Regions from separate parts of the Ovis aries genome. Here region 1 is linked to region 2. The links are chromatin contacts, called in public Hi-C maps. All regions are on one chromosome and are shown on one strand. Each heading gives the region's core, a stretch centred on a gene start, on an enhancer-like site or on the middle of the called end of the contact. The rest is flanking DNA. Distances are from core to core; before and after follow the strand shown. Region 1 overlaps SUSD6 (sushi domain containing 6). Region 2 holds the start of SUSD6 (sushi domain containing 6).

The links. A called contact is a pair of places that touch in the nucleus more often than the background predicts.
Region 1: a Hi-C map of liver shows a contact between it and region 2, with 2.4 times the contacts expected there. The contact joins the enhancer-like site here to the promoter of SUSD6 in region 2. A contact is called at or near these places in 6 of 16 Hi-C or Micro-C datasets (blood, hypothalamus, liver and 3 more).

What each region holds. Positions count from the first base shown.
Region 1 is chr7:79,496,314-79,502,397 of ARS-UI_Ramb_v3.0, reverse strand. The region is part of intron 1 of SUSD6 (sushi domain containing 6); the gene reads right to left. Among named protein-coding and RNA genes, the nearest start is that of SUSD6, 38 kb to the right of the region's middle. Within about 2 kb of position 1,472, at least 14 of the 54 cell types and tissues checked have an H3K27ac peak or open chromatin away from gene starts, as enhancers often do. A contact at or near this core is called in liver, where this site is marked.
Region 2 is chr7:79,458,993-79,465,169 of ARS-UI_Ramb_v3.0, reverse strand. It overlaps SUSD6 (sushi domain containing 6), which reads right to left and starts at 3,539. Exons shown (of 7, transcript XM_060418213.1): 1 at 3,291-3,539.

The sequences.
Region 1 (6,084 bases), core at 223-2,722, 39 kb before region 2:
TAGTAGCCCCTGTGCCTGGGGCCCATTCCTGCACGCACGGCCCCATTCTCCCTGCTCCTCAGGTGGAGGATGTCACAGTCCTGCTGGAGGCGCGGTCAGGTCACACTCTACTGATCCCTCCTCTGTGGAGGCTAAGGGTCCTGACTCAGCTCCACCTGCCTCCCAGAGGCTACCTGGGTTTCTCTACGGCTCAGACTCAGTTTACATGAGTCACTCAGGACAGATTATTTCCTAAGTCGTGGCCATCTCTCCATTAGTTATAAGGGGTAAGTGAATAGGTAAGACCAACAGAAATCCTTTCCTTGCTTCAGCCTAGTCTGGAAAGGGGATGGTGGTGATGGAGAATCTAGAATAAGTTTGTTCCTTTGATTAACCATCTTCACCAACCCCCATACTACCGTGTGATGGGGGGAAGACAACAGTTCATGAAGTCAGAACAGAATTTAACCCTTGCATTTCAGATTGTACAGGAAATAAGTGTTAGCTCTCTGTGGAGTTCAGAGCTCCTCAAAGGGTGTGATAAGAGCAGCGAGTGTGCCGTGGGGCCCTCCTTGCCTCTCCCTCTCTCCCGGCTTCACTCTCACTCATCCTGATTTGGCTGGGCCGAAGCAGCAAAAGATACCTAAATGCCTCCCATTCCTCCCCCATAAAATGACAAAATTACATTACTTCTAGATGTCTTCAGTTCACTTTTTCCCTCCCTGGGGATAAACGGCTCCTTCCTATCTTACTAACCTCTGTATCTTCCCCTTTCTTTTATGCCACCAACAGCTGAATACTTCAATAGGCACGAAGTTGTCTTTTGGACTCTGAGATCCTTGAGAGTCATAATGTTACTTTATCCAGTTCCTTTTCATCTCCAGTCAAGGACACAAACAAGGTCAAAGTCCAAAGGACACAAACATCAGAGTCTTGTTAAAATTTACCTCCTACAAATCACAAAAATAACCCTCAGTTTTTTCTCAGAAAAACTTCCTGGTGCTTCCCTGGTGGCTCAGATGGTAGAGTCCACCTGCAATGCAGGCTCGACTCCTGGGTCAGAAAGATCCCCTGGTGGAGGGCATGGCAACCCACTCCAGTATTCTTGCCTGGAGGATTCCATGGACAGAGGAGCCTGGCGGGCTACAGTCCATGAGGTCGCAAAGAGTCAGACTGAGAAACTAACCCTTTCACTTTCTCAGAAACCACTGAAGCCAGGGTAAGGCATGTACGGGAGGCTTTTCTGAATTGCTCGGATATCCCCGTATTCTTGTCTTTCTTGCCCAAACTGCTCACTACAGCCTCTTGCTGTTTTGTTCTCCCTACCCTGTTCCTCAGGCTTCAGACAGCAGGAACATCAGCAGATACATGGACTCTTCCCTGTAATCACCTCTAATGACTCTTTTCTAGAACCCAGCAGGATGACTGCAGCCTGGTCCTGCAGGCAGGAGACAGCCCTCAAGTCCTAGCACCACCAACCAGCAGTGGCTGGGCCTCAGATGAGTCATTCATTCTTCCTGGCACTCACCGCATGGGCCTGGATGATCCCCCAATGTCCTTTCAGTTTTAAGCGATCTGGAATGTCTTCTAAGGAAAAGGAGGAGCCCCGAAGTATTTCCTCTGAAACAGAAGTCAACAAAAGTTCTGACTAGAAGGAAGAAATGTTAAATCCTTCTTCTTTATTCCCCAGAGCAGACATATCCTAGCATCTACCTCCCTCTGCACTGCAACAAACTCAGGAGATGCCGCTTTTCCATTTAGAGCTTAATCAATCCATCACCACATGTGTACAGGCCATCCATACCCAGTGTTCCTAAAGCCCTTTCCAAAAATAACAAACAACTAACAACAACAAGAAAAAACCCAGCCTCCACACACACACAGGCAAGGATCACCACAGAGCTGTAGGGGCCCAGAGAGAAATAGAAAAATGCAAGAGAGAAGGATGGAAAAAAAACACAGACAGACTCAGGACAGGGAAAATGAGAGACACGGCAGAGTGCCTTGGCTCAGGCCATCCATTTCCAACCCTGAAGGCAGGAAAGTATCTCTTCTCTGGACTGACGGCCTGAACCAGGACAGAGACTTTGCCTCCCGATGCCTCTGCTTCCTCATCAGAAAAACTGAAACAGTTTCCTGTTCGTCTCACTCAGAGAGGCTGGACCCATGGAAAGACGCCAGCAGACTGGGTAAGAACCTCTGGTCTGCGTGGACATTGCTAATTAGGTGGTCCAGGGCAAACTATTTCCAGTTCCCATCCACAAAATGGGTAAATAATACCCACCTTATTGGGCTGTTGGGAGGTGGAAACGGAATCAACGTGAAGGATCAGAACAGCATCTGGAATACGGGGCCCTCACATGAGCACTGCTGGAGGCCCCTTCCTGCTCTAACAGGCTGTGACTGAGCCCACACGAAACTCCCAAAGGACACTGTTGTCCTGAGAAAAGGCCCAAAACACAGTTAGTTTAGAAGAAAGAAGAGCCACGAGGTTAAACAAGTAAACCTCCAGAGGTCTCTCCCGTGAAGTTCTAAAAATATATTTTTAAGGAACTGAACATGCCTCCCTCCAAATCATATAACCTTGTACGTGAGCATCCTGAAGTGATATGTGTCTAGAGGGACCAAGGAGGTTTTCCTAAATATGTCCTACAGCGTAAATATGCTGTAGGACAGGATAAGGGCAGAGTTTACAGGACTGAGATACACACACCCGCATACACTCTCTCTCATTACCTCATTATATAGGTGCCATTGTGCCATTATTTTACAGATAAATGCAATCAAAGGGACCTAGAAGTCTTTCCTCCTGCTTTCATACTGCAGAGGGCTCCCTACTCTTTTTTTCCCAATACAAGGTCAAGCTTATTTGCATCTCCTCTGGGAAAACTCATCAACTGAGCCCACAACATGGGACAGCTCTTCTGAAGCCACAGCATCACTGCATGAAGACTGGGAGAACTGATCATAACCTTTCCTGTGGACCACTCACAGTTACTTAACTGTTGTATACTACATTTACTGCAGGTGGTAAATTTCTGCAGAGCTCACCAACTGCCTCTTTCTGTGCCCCAGAGTGTTCAACATTTATTTGTTCACAGAAGCGGAAAATAAAGATAAACCCCAAACCTCATAATGTGTGTAGGAAACACAAGATGGCAAAGTAGCAGCAGATATAAAACAGGAAGGGAGACGGATAGATAAATCCTGAAGTTTTGCCAGTCAGGAAAACAGATGCTTGACAGACATGGCTGTAATTGGTTCCTGGACCCAAAGATGCATCTACGTGTCATCACAGCCCTCTGCTTGGTTTCCATCAGAGCTGAGCAGAGCAGGTTTCAATACTCACTTGGCAAATAAAAGCTGGGACGCTGATTTGCTAAATCCGATTTCTTAGGGCTCTATGTTTGCAGTAACTATACTGCAATTCAGCAAATATTTACTGGCTGTCTTCAGTGCAAGGCCTGGGTGGTCACAGAGATGACGTGGGGCATAGTTCTTACTCTCAAGGAATTCACAGTCTCCATGAGAGGAATTATATGTTTATCCATAGAGCACTGTGAAACTGTTACTAGGGTTTTTTTTTTTTAATTAAAAAAAAAAGTGCTATGAGAACACAGAGGCCATAAGAACAAAGGATTCTGGTTGGGAGCAGGGGGAGGTGAAAGAGGAAGCTTTGAGCTGGACCTTGACGGTCATGCACAGATTTAGTGAGCTCTCTGACCCATTCTGCATCCACAGATCTAATTATAAAGAAAGAAAAAAAAAAAAAAACGGAAGAACAATTCACCGAAAAGATGGCAGAGGGAAAGAGGAAAAACTAAACAGTGACAATTCTTTCTGCCAAGAGCTGCTGACTGCTGCTGTCTGGCAACAGGAAATAAACGTAGCTATATATCTTTACTCAGGGGATGTTTAGGTGCTAGATTCTGGTCTTCTAAGTACATACTCACGGCTGTGCAGGAAAACACCTCCTCCAGGTCAAAAATAGCAAACCCAAGAGAACTGGCTGAAGCAGTCGTGTTTGCTTTTTACCATCCCTGTGGATCGCTTTCCAAAGGCTCTCACGTGGGAGGGCATAAACAGGTCTGTGTCACTGCCTGGTTCTCAGGCCTTCTGCTACATTCCCAGTCAGTCTGGGAATGCTGCCTATTTAAAAATAAACTGTAAAAACTCACCCAAAACCCCCAACTCTAAACCACTCCTTACTTTGTTTCATTTGATTTCACTGAAATTAAAAGGGGTTGAGCGAGAAATGAGGCTAAAATGACCATAGAGAATGGATTCTCAGGTGAAAACGAAAATACAGGCTTACTGAGTTCAAGGTCAGGAGATCTGGATTCTACTCATGTTCTGCCTCTAACTGGAAAACCTGACCTTGAAAAAGCATGATGTTTCACCTCTCTGCACAACAGCCGCTTCAGCATGAACCCCAATATAGTTATCCAATCTTTTGGACCTCCATTATCCTTATCTTTAAACTTGCACTAACAATAGCTACCTTGTAGGCATCATGTCATGTAACACATGTTATCATATGGTATGAGTATGGTGTAAGTATATCATATGGTCTAAGTATCACATGGGAATTACATGTAAAGCACTGAGCACATTGCCTGTATTCAGTAAGTCGTCAAAAATAGGTGTTCTAGTTTTCACCATCTATTATTGTCATCATAATCTGAAAATGTAAAAGGCTGAGCTAGATGATCACCACCTGAAGAGCTTCTCTGGCTCCAAAATCCTCTGGTTCTTTAAGTCACCTTCTCCTTTTTTTCTTTTCTTTTTTTGATGTGGACCATTTTTAAAGTCTTCACTGAATTTGTCACAGTATTGCTTCTGTTTTATGTTTTGGTCTTTGGGCCTCAAGGCACGTGGGATCCTAGCTCCCCGACCAGGGCCAGGGATTGAACCCACACCCCCTGCGCTGAAATGCACAGTCTTAACCACTGGACTGCCAGATAAGTCCCTTCTTTTTATTCTTTTCAGGCGGTTAGATGGAAAGGAAGGGAGATCAACTTGGAGAAGCATGACAGTTACCAGTATATCCTCAACGTTTATGTTAGAAACACTACAACACAATTAAGGAAATTCATCAACGAGCTGAAAGGGGCATGCTCCGCTCCCTGGGGAAGAGTCTTAGCTGTGACTCACACCGAAGCCACAACATGGACACATCTGCTGCCTCTACGCCCTTGTTCATGAAGCACAACGCCCTCCAGGGCCAGCACAATGCGACTTCATCCACCTCATCTCTACCTGTGTGCAGCTCCTCGGAGAGCCCTAAAAGACAGCACATGGCCAATCAACCCAATTCTAGTAATGACTAATCCCCCCTGCAAAGCAGTCTATTTAAACAAAAAAGTGCCTTCTCCTTAATATAATTTGAATGTGGTCAAAAATTTAACGCCCCTCCCCAAAAGTTAAGAGTGTAATCAGAGTATAGTAACAAGATCGAAGTGCTAGACTGAAATTAAATTCAGATGATATTAATAGGCACTTTCTTTTATTCACTCAGCATTCATAGCATGCTAAAGACTACAGAGGATGCCAAAAACTCATAGGATGCAATGAATGAGAACCATAAAAGATGGCACCGAGGTTTCCGGCCTGTGACTGGGTGAATGGTAGACGCTACCACGAGAGGAAAGAATACATGTGGACAAGCAGGCGCTGTGAAGCACGTGATGAATGCAGCTCAGGTCGTGTCTGGAAGGACTGAACTACAGGTACTGGGAGAATATCCAGGTAGAAAGGTCTAGCAGGCAAATTAGAAATGACTATGAAACTCTGCAAAGTACTCTGAACTCAGGATGTAGCCCTGGAGTGATCGGCCTGAAAGTGATCGCTGAAAGCATGCAAAAGAGATGAGAGCTCATCTTGGTGAGAGAGCTGAGTGAGAAGAGAGTCAAGACAGGATCCTCGGGGGAACACTAACTTTCTAAAGCAGCATGTAAAGGAAAGAGAGATCATGAAAGACCCTCCCAAAAGTACAAACCAGGAGCCTATGCATCAGAGCTGTCACCGGAGGGACACAGTGATTCAAGGAGAATGTGAGGGTGAATGGCAGACCCAACAAAGGTCCCATAAATGAAGCCTAAAAGA
Region 2 (6,177 bases), core at 2,290-4,789:
GTGAAACCCACTTAGTTTTCACCATGGCCACTGCATTTCCCGCTCCTGCTGTTCCAGCACCTTCACAGAGACTCGACCGTACCCCAGCCCTGACAGCAGCACAGGTGGCCGTCCACGGCTGCAGCGACCCAGCTCAGCACCACTGCAGGGCTTACCAAAGGAGTGGAGACTTCCGCACTCAGGCATGAACCAGAAGATGAGAGAGCAAACAGGAATCCTACTGGTTTCTAGGCCCAGGAACTAAGAGGGAAAGAAAAAGGCCAGCATCACAGACACAGGTGAGCACAAGAAAAGGGAAACATCCGTAGGTGCCCACAGGCTCTGCTGCTAAAACCTAGCCCTTGTCTGAGGTGCCTCTTTCCCCAGAACCTCTACTCTTTCAGATAAAGATTTTACAAAGAGACACAGGAACTCATAGCCATCTAAGGGTACAACGGCTGCTGCCGTGAATCCTAGTCAGGGCAGGAGCGAACATGTCTTGATGCTCAAGGATGGTCATCCCCATGTTGTCCTGAGACTGCTTCACTGGTCTCAGATCCATAGCTGTTAGCAGCTTCCAACACTCATCACATACCCCCAGCCCCAGCCTCCAGTTGCATCCTTCATTCCAACCAATAAGGAAACAACACCGGCATATTACGGGCCTTATTTCTCACCGCTCTAGTTTCAAGTTTCCTGCAATGTGGCAATGTAACTTAAGAATATTAAGTTTTTAAAAACTCACTCCATTAAGTTAAGCCTCACCCTAGTCGGATATGTGGGTGGACCCTAGCCTGAAGCCATCTCGACCAGGAGAAAGAATCTCTATCAACATACAAGCATTTATCCCAATGCTTACTCTTAGCCCAAGAAGCAAATCTGCACTCAAGTCTACATCACAGTAATATCTGCCTTCAAAGTTAAAAACAAAAAAGGCACTGGGCTTCTCCGTCTCCTTGTCCCTTCTCCTGTTTCTCCTACTGCCTGAGGGAATACCCCCTCGACAAGACTTCCTTACTGTCCAGGCGGATGGAAGAGGGAAAAGGAATCCTGCTTGTCAGCTTTCACTAGGAGATCACATGTCAGTTTAGGAGCTCAATAAAGTGCTTCCTGCATGGCAATTACACAACTGGGCCTGGTGGGTCTGCAGACATTCAGGCCTCCAAGTGGGCACGTCAAGCCTGGACACAGGCATCATGTCCCTCTCCGCAAATCGCCCCTTGGTCAACGGAGAACTACAGAGGAAGATGAGGACATGTGCTCTCCGGCCTTTCTTCTCAGCCTACAAGAGGCTCTGCTAAAGACATTCTCCCCAGTTCAACTGTTTTCGTACAGAAATGAGGAAGATTACATGACTCACGAATTTTTTCAAAGACACAGTACTATAATTCTCCAGGCCACAGACAGATACCAGTAGTTATCTGGTTATCAAAGAGCTAAGAATGTGGAAAAAGAGAACAAGATTTAAAACATAAGGCAAATTTTTTTCCTGGAGGATGGAAACGCATAATGCTGAGTAGCAATAAACTTGAAATATGTTCTTACTTTTAAGAAGTCAGGTGAATAATTCCCTTTGGAGGGTGCATACGTGTGTTATGGGGGGTGGAGGGGGGCAGCTATAGAGATTGCTGCCCTGGCCATCGCAAGGGAGGAAATCCCCTACGAAGAGACCATTACATGACAGCACAAGTTCAACCACCACATGGTGGAGACCAGCCAGGAGACCAAAGTGCTGAGGGCTCATCGTCTGCCAGCCTGCATCTGTAACAGCTCATTCTACGTTTCTTCCTTTTGTTTCTATCTGCCCAAATTGTGACCTTTGAGCAGGCAAGCCTCCAGCAAATAAGCTGAACTCTGCCATCTGACAACAGGTTTGCTCGGAGGGTTTAAGCACGGCAGGGTGGTGGTGGCGGTGGAGGGGGAGCCCTGGGATGTCTTACTCTGATCAGGGACCCGCCTCATCTAACTGTAGGTGAGGTTTGGTTTCACAGAACACTTCTACTACAGTACCCAAAAAGCCACTCTGTGGACAGGGATTTCTATTTATCAGGCCTTGTACCAGTACTGTCCCCTATTAACACACTGAGCAGAACTTCCTTAAGCAGCAATGGCCACCAGTGAAAATTACCAACATAATCCCAAATGAGTTGATTTAAAAACTGTGAACTCTGTAAGGAATGGCTGGGTTCTGTCTTATTCACTGCAGTAACCCGAATACCCAGCACACAGTGCCTGGCATATATTCTATATCACCAATACTTCGAGAAACTAAAGAAAAGAATGTATGAATAAGCCAATGTTGTGCAAACATACCATCAATGTGGACCTGGAAGAAAGAGATAAGGATGCAAGTGATCTGAGAAATAGCCAGAGGAAGTACCTGCCACCAGAGGAGATTCTAGGGAACAGCAGCATCAGGCCTCCTTGCTGAACTTCCCTTGAACCAGCTATAAAGATTTGTTTCCACGATTCTTTTCTCTTGGGTCTCACGGTGCCCCAAACCACCTCCTTCTCCTGACCTCCCTTACGGGGTAACTTTTCTCACTTCAGCTGCCCCCACAGTCACAACCCTGTGGGAGGGTCAGACCGACACCAATATTTGGAGTTTCTAAAAACCAGAAATTAAAAAAAAAAAAAAAAAGTCTACATACACAAACAGGAAGTGGTTTCGGTGCGTCTCAGCCCGGATAATAATGAAGTTTTGGAGATTAAAGACCAGACTAGACGCGGGAGCTCCAGAAAGCTCCGGGGCTTGCACAACTGGGCTCCAAGGTTGTCCTGCGAAGTCCACCATCGCTAAGCTGACCCTGCCCCAGCTCGGGACCCGCCGCTTTCGTTGGCCCTGACGCGAAAACGGTTAACAAGTAATAAAGAAAAGCAAGCCTCTGCCTACCTCCTCTCCTGCGACCTGCAAAGTGCGGTCTCCACCCTGAATTCCGGCCCGGAACGCGACCCCGCACGGTCGGCGAGGCCCCTAGGCAGCGCGCCCCGGTCCCGGCCAGCAAGCTCCCGGCCGTACGCCTGCCGGTCGGTGCTCCTCCCGGCCTCGGCTCACAGCCCACCCCGCCAGCCCTCCCGGCCCACGCCAAGCACCGGGGCTCGCCGCCCGGGGCGTCGGGGTGACAGCCCGGGGCGCCGGGGCAGGAAGCGCGGACAGCAGCCGACTCGGGACGGCCGCCCGGGCTCCCCAAGCCGTCCCCCTCCTGGGCGGTGCGCGCCGGCCCCGCGCCCCTGACAGCCGGCCCGGTCGGGCGCTCCTGTGACACAATGCCCGGCCCCGCCGCCGCTCCCCGGCCGCGGTGACAACTCACCGGGGGGACGGCGCGGCGACCTCCGGGAGGGGGGCGCTCGCAGCTTCCGCGGCGCTGGGATCCGCTCCGTCGCCCGCGCGCGCCCGCAGCCCTCTCGGCTCTACGCGAGCCCCCGCGCGCGTGCCGTCGTCTGGCCGGCGCTGCGTGAGGAGGAGGCCGGTGGCAGGGGGACGAGACTGTCGCCGGCTGAGGAGAATGGAACACCGCGGCGGCGGCGGCGGCGGCAGCAGTGGCAGTGCTCGCGTCACTGGGCCAGCTGTACGGCGCGGGCGGGGGAGGCCGCAGACGGGGGAGGGCGCAGACGGGGGAGGGGAAGGGGCGGGAGAGGGGCGGGGCCACGCGCGCGCACGTAACGAGCGCCGGCGTCGCGCCGCCGCGATCGTCCCGTTGGGGAAAAGGCCCGGCCGGTAGACTGCTGCCAGCGCGCACGCGCTGCCGGCCGGCCCGCACGCCCCTCGGCAGGCGAGACCGAGGAAGAAAGGGAGTTCTTAAAGGGACCGTCACGCCGACTCCGCTAGAGTAGACTGGGAGGAGGAGTTGCGGACTGACTGCGACGGCTTTGCGCTTAGCCTTTCCAGTTCTTCTGCTCTTATTGTTTGTATTATTATTTGTATTATTCGGCTATGGTTTGGTTTTTTGGAGTACTGTTATTTGCAAAGGATCGGTTTGCTCTCCGGTCGACTAGGCGCTTTCGTTCCTGCTGCCTTAGCTTAGGACTTAGGAATCCCTCTTCAGGCCCGTCGCTAAGCTGTTGTTTTTGTTGTTGTTGCGAAGCCTACCAGCGTCACATTGTCCCGGGGGTAGGGGTGTAAAAGGGTCCCTCGTTCAGCCATTCTGATTCAAAAAGGCTACGACTGTAGTCTTTAAGCCGGTTAAAAATCTATTTTAACAGGCTTTCCTAAAAGGGATTCCTTGGCACTCTAAAAACACGCAACGGATCTCAAAGTTGAGAAAACTGAAGTTCAGCGCGAGGGCTGTCAGTGTCGGCCCTAGTACCTCGCCGCATTCCTGGCTTTATTTCCCAGCCTGAGCTTTGTCTCCCAGGGCTATTTTCCAACATACAGTATGCAAGCAGTTTGAACACTTTATGGTTACAGCATCTCTCTCTATATGTAGGTGGTCCCCCTGCGGCCATAGGAGATAAGTCCTCTGCTTGTGTTTACAGGGCTTTATTGCTGTTTTAGTAGCTAAGTCGTGTCCCACTCTTGCAACCCCATGCACTGGAGCCCACCAGGCTGCTCTGTCCATGGGATTTCCCAGGCAAGAATACTGAAGTGGGTTGCCATTTCCTTCTCCAGGAGATCTTCCCAACCCTGGAATGGAATCGCGTCTCCTCTATCCGCAGGCAGATTCTTTAGCACTGCGCCACCAGAGAATAACCCCTTAATGACAAAAAGTTTTGATTTTATATCTTTGCGCCCCAGGGTCTTGAACAATACTTGTCTCAGAGGTGCTCAATTAACGTTGAGGCGTTCCTACTTGATAGGCAGTGCCAAAGTCTGGGCTTGGACCCAGAGCCTCTGCTGCAGCTTGGGTCAGGCAGACTCTCTCAGGGCCTCTCACCCAGCCCAATTCTAGCTTCTCTAAAAAAGTGCTGTGATTAACCAGTCAAATGTTTGAGGTAGTTCAAATAAAGCAAGCAGAATGTCCACCACCCAGCATACACACCTATCACAAGGAAACCCTGGAGAAGGCAATGGCACCCCACTCCAGTACTCTTGCCTGGAAAATCCCATGGATGGAGGAGAATGGTAGGCTGCAGTCCATGGGTTCGTGAAGAGTCGGACATGACTGAGCGACTTCCCTTTCACTTTTCACTTTCATGCATTGGAGAAGGAAATGGCAACCCATTCTAGTGTTTTTGCCTGGACAATCCTAGGGATGGGGGAACCTGGTGGGCTGCCGTCTATGGGGTCGCACAGAGTCTGACACGACTGAAGTGATTTAGCAGCAGCAGCAAGGAAACCCTCCCATTCTGGGCCCTGCATTACCGCTGCTGCTTCCTTTTCCATAAGCCTGTCCTTGTTCTGCCTTCTTTCCTCCCTGAGTTCTGTAAAAGAGAAAACCCACAGGCCCAAAATGGCGTCGTTTGTGCTAAAGCCCATGATTCCAAAGCTAGATTTAATACCAAGCCGAATTGCAGTTTCAATCTTTACCATAAATGTAATCTTAACGAGTTTGGAATTTTCTGGTCAGCACCAATGAGGAGCTGTCACATAATAACCTGTCACAGGGACCTTCTCTATTCCCCAAGAGAAAAAGAAACGATCTGCGTAATAAAACCCTTGGCACTTCTTCCCTCCCCACCACTTTCTTTTCTTTAACAATAGGTCCCTTGCCCCACCCTTCCCCCCCCACCCCCCCGTAAAAAACCTTCCATTTTGTACAGCCCCTCTGAGTGCCCTTATAGTTGGGATTAGGTGCCCTTATAGCTAGATGGGATTCTCCCTGATTCCTGAGCCATTGAATAAAGTCAACTAATTCTTCAAAGTTATTGGGTTGAATTTTGTTTTTTAACATTTCCGAGATCCAAACTCACTGCAGAAGGTGGACACCCTCCCTCCCTGCTCAATTTCCTCCTCTAACAAACTGGAAAATTCTTAAAGAGATGGGAATACTGGACCACCTTACCTGCCTCCTGAGAAACCTGTTAGAAAAGGCAGAGAAACCAGAGATCAAATTGCCAACATTTGTGGAATCATGGAAAAAGCAAGACAGTTCTAGAAAAGCATCTGCTTCATTGACTATGCCAAAGCCTTTGACTGTGTTGACCAAACAAACTGAAAATTCTTAAGGAGATGAAAGTACCAGACCACCTGACCTGCCTCTTGAGAAATCTGTATGCAGGTCAGGAAGCAACAGTTAGAACTGGACATGGAACAACAGA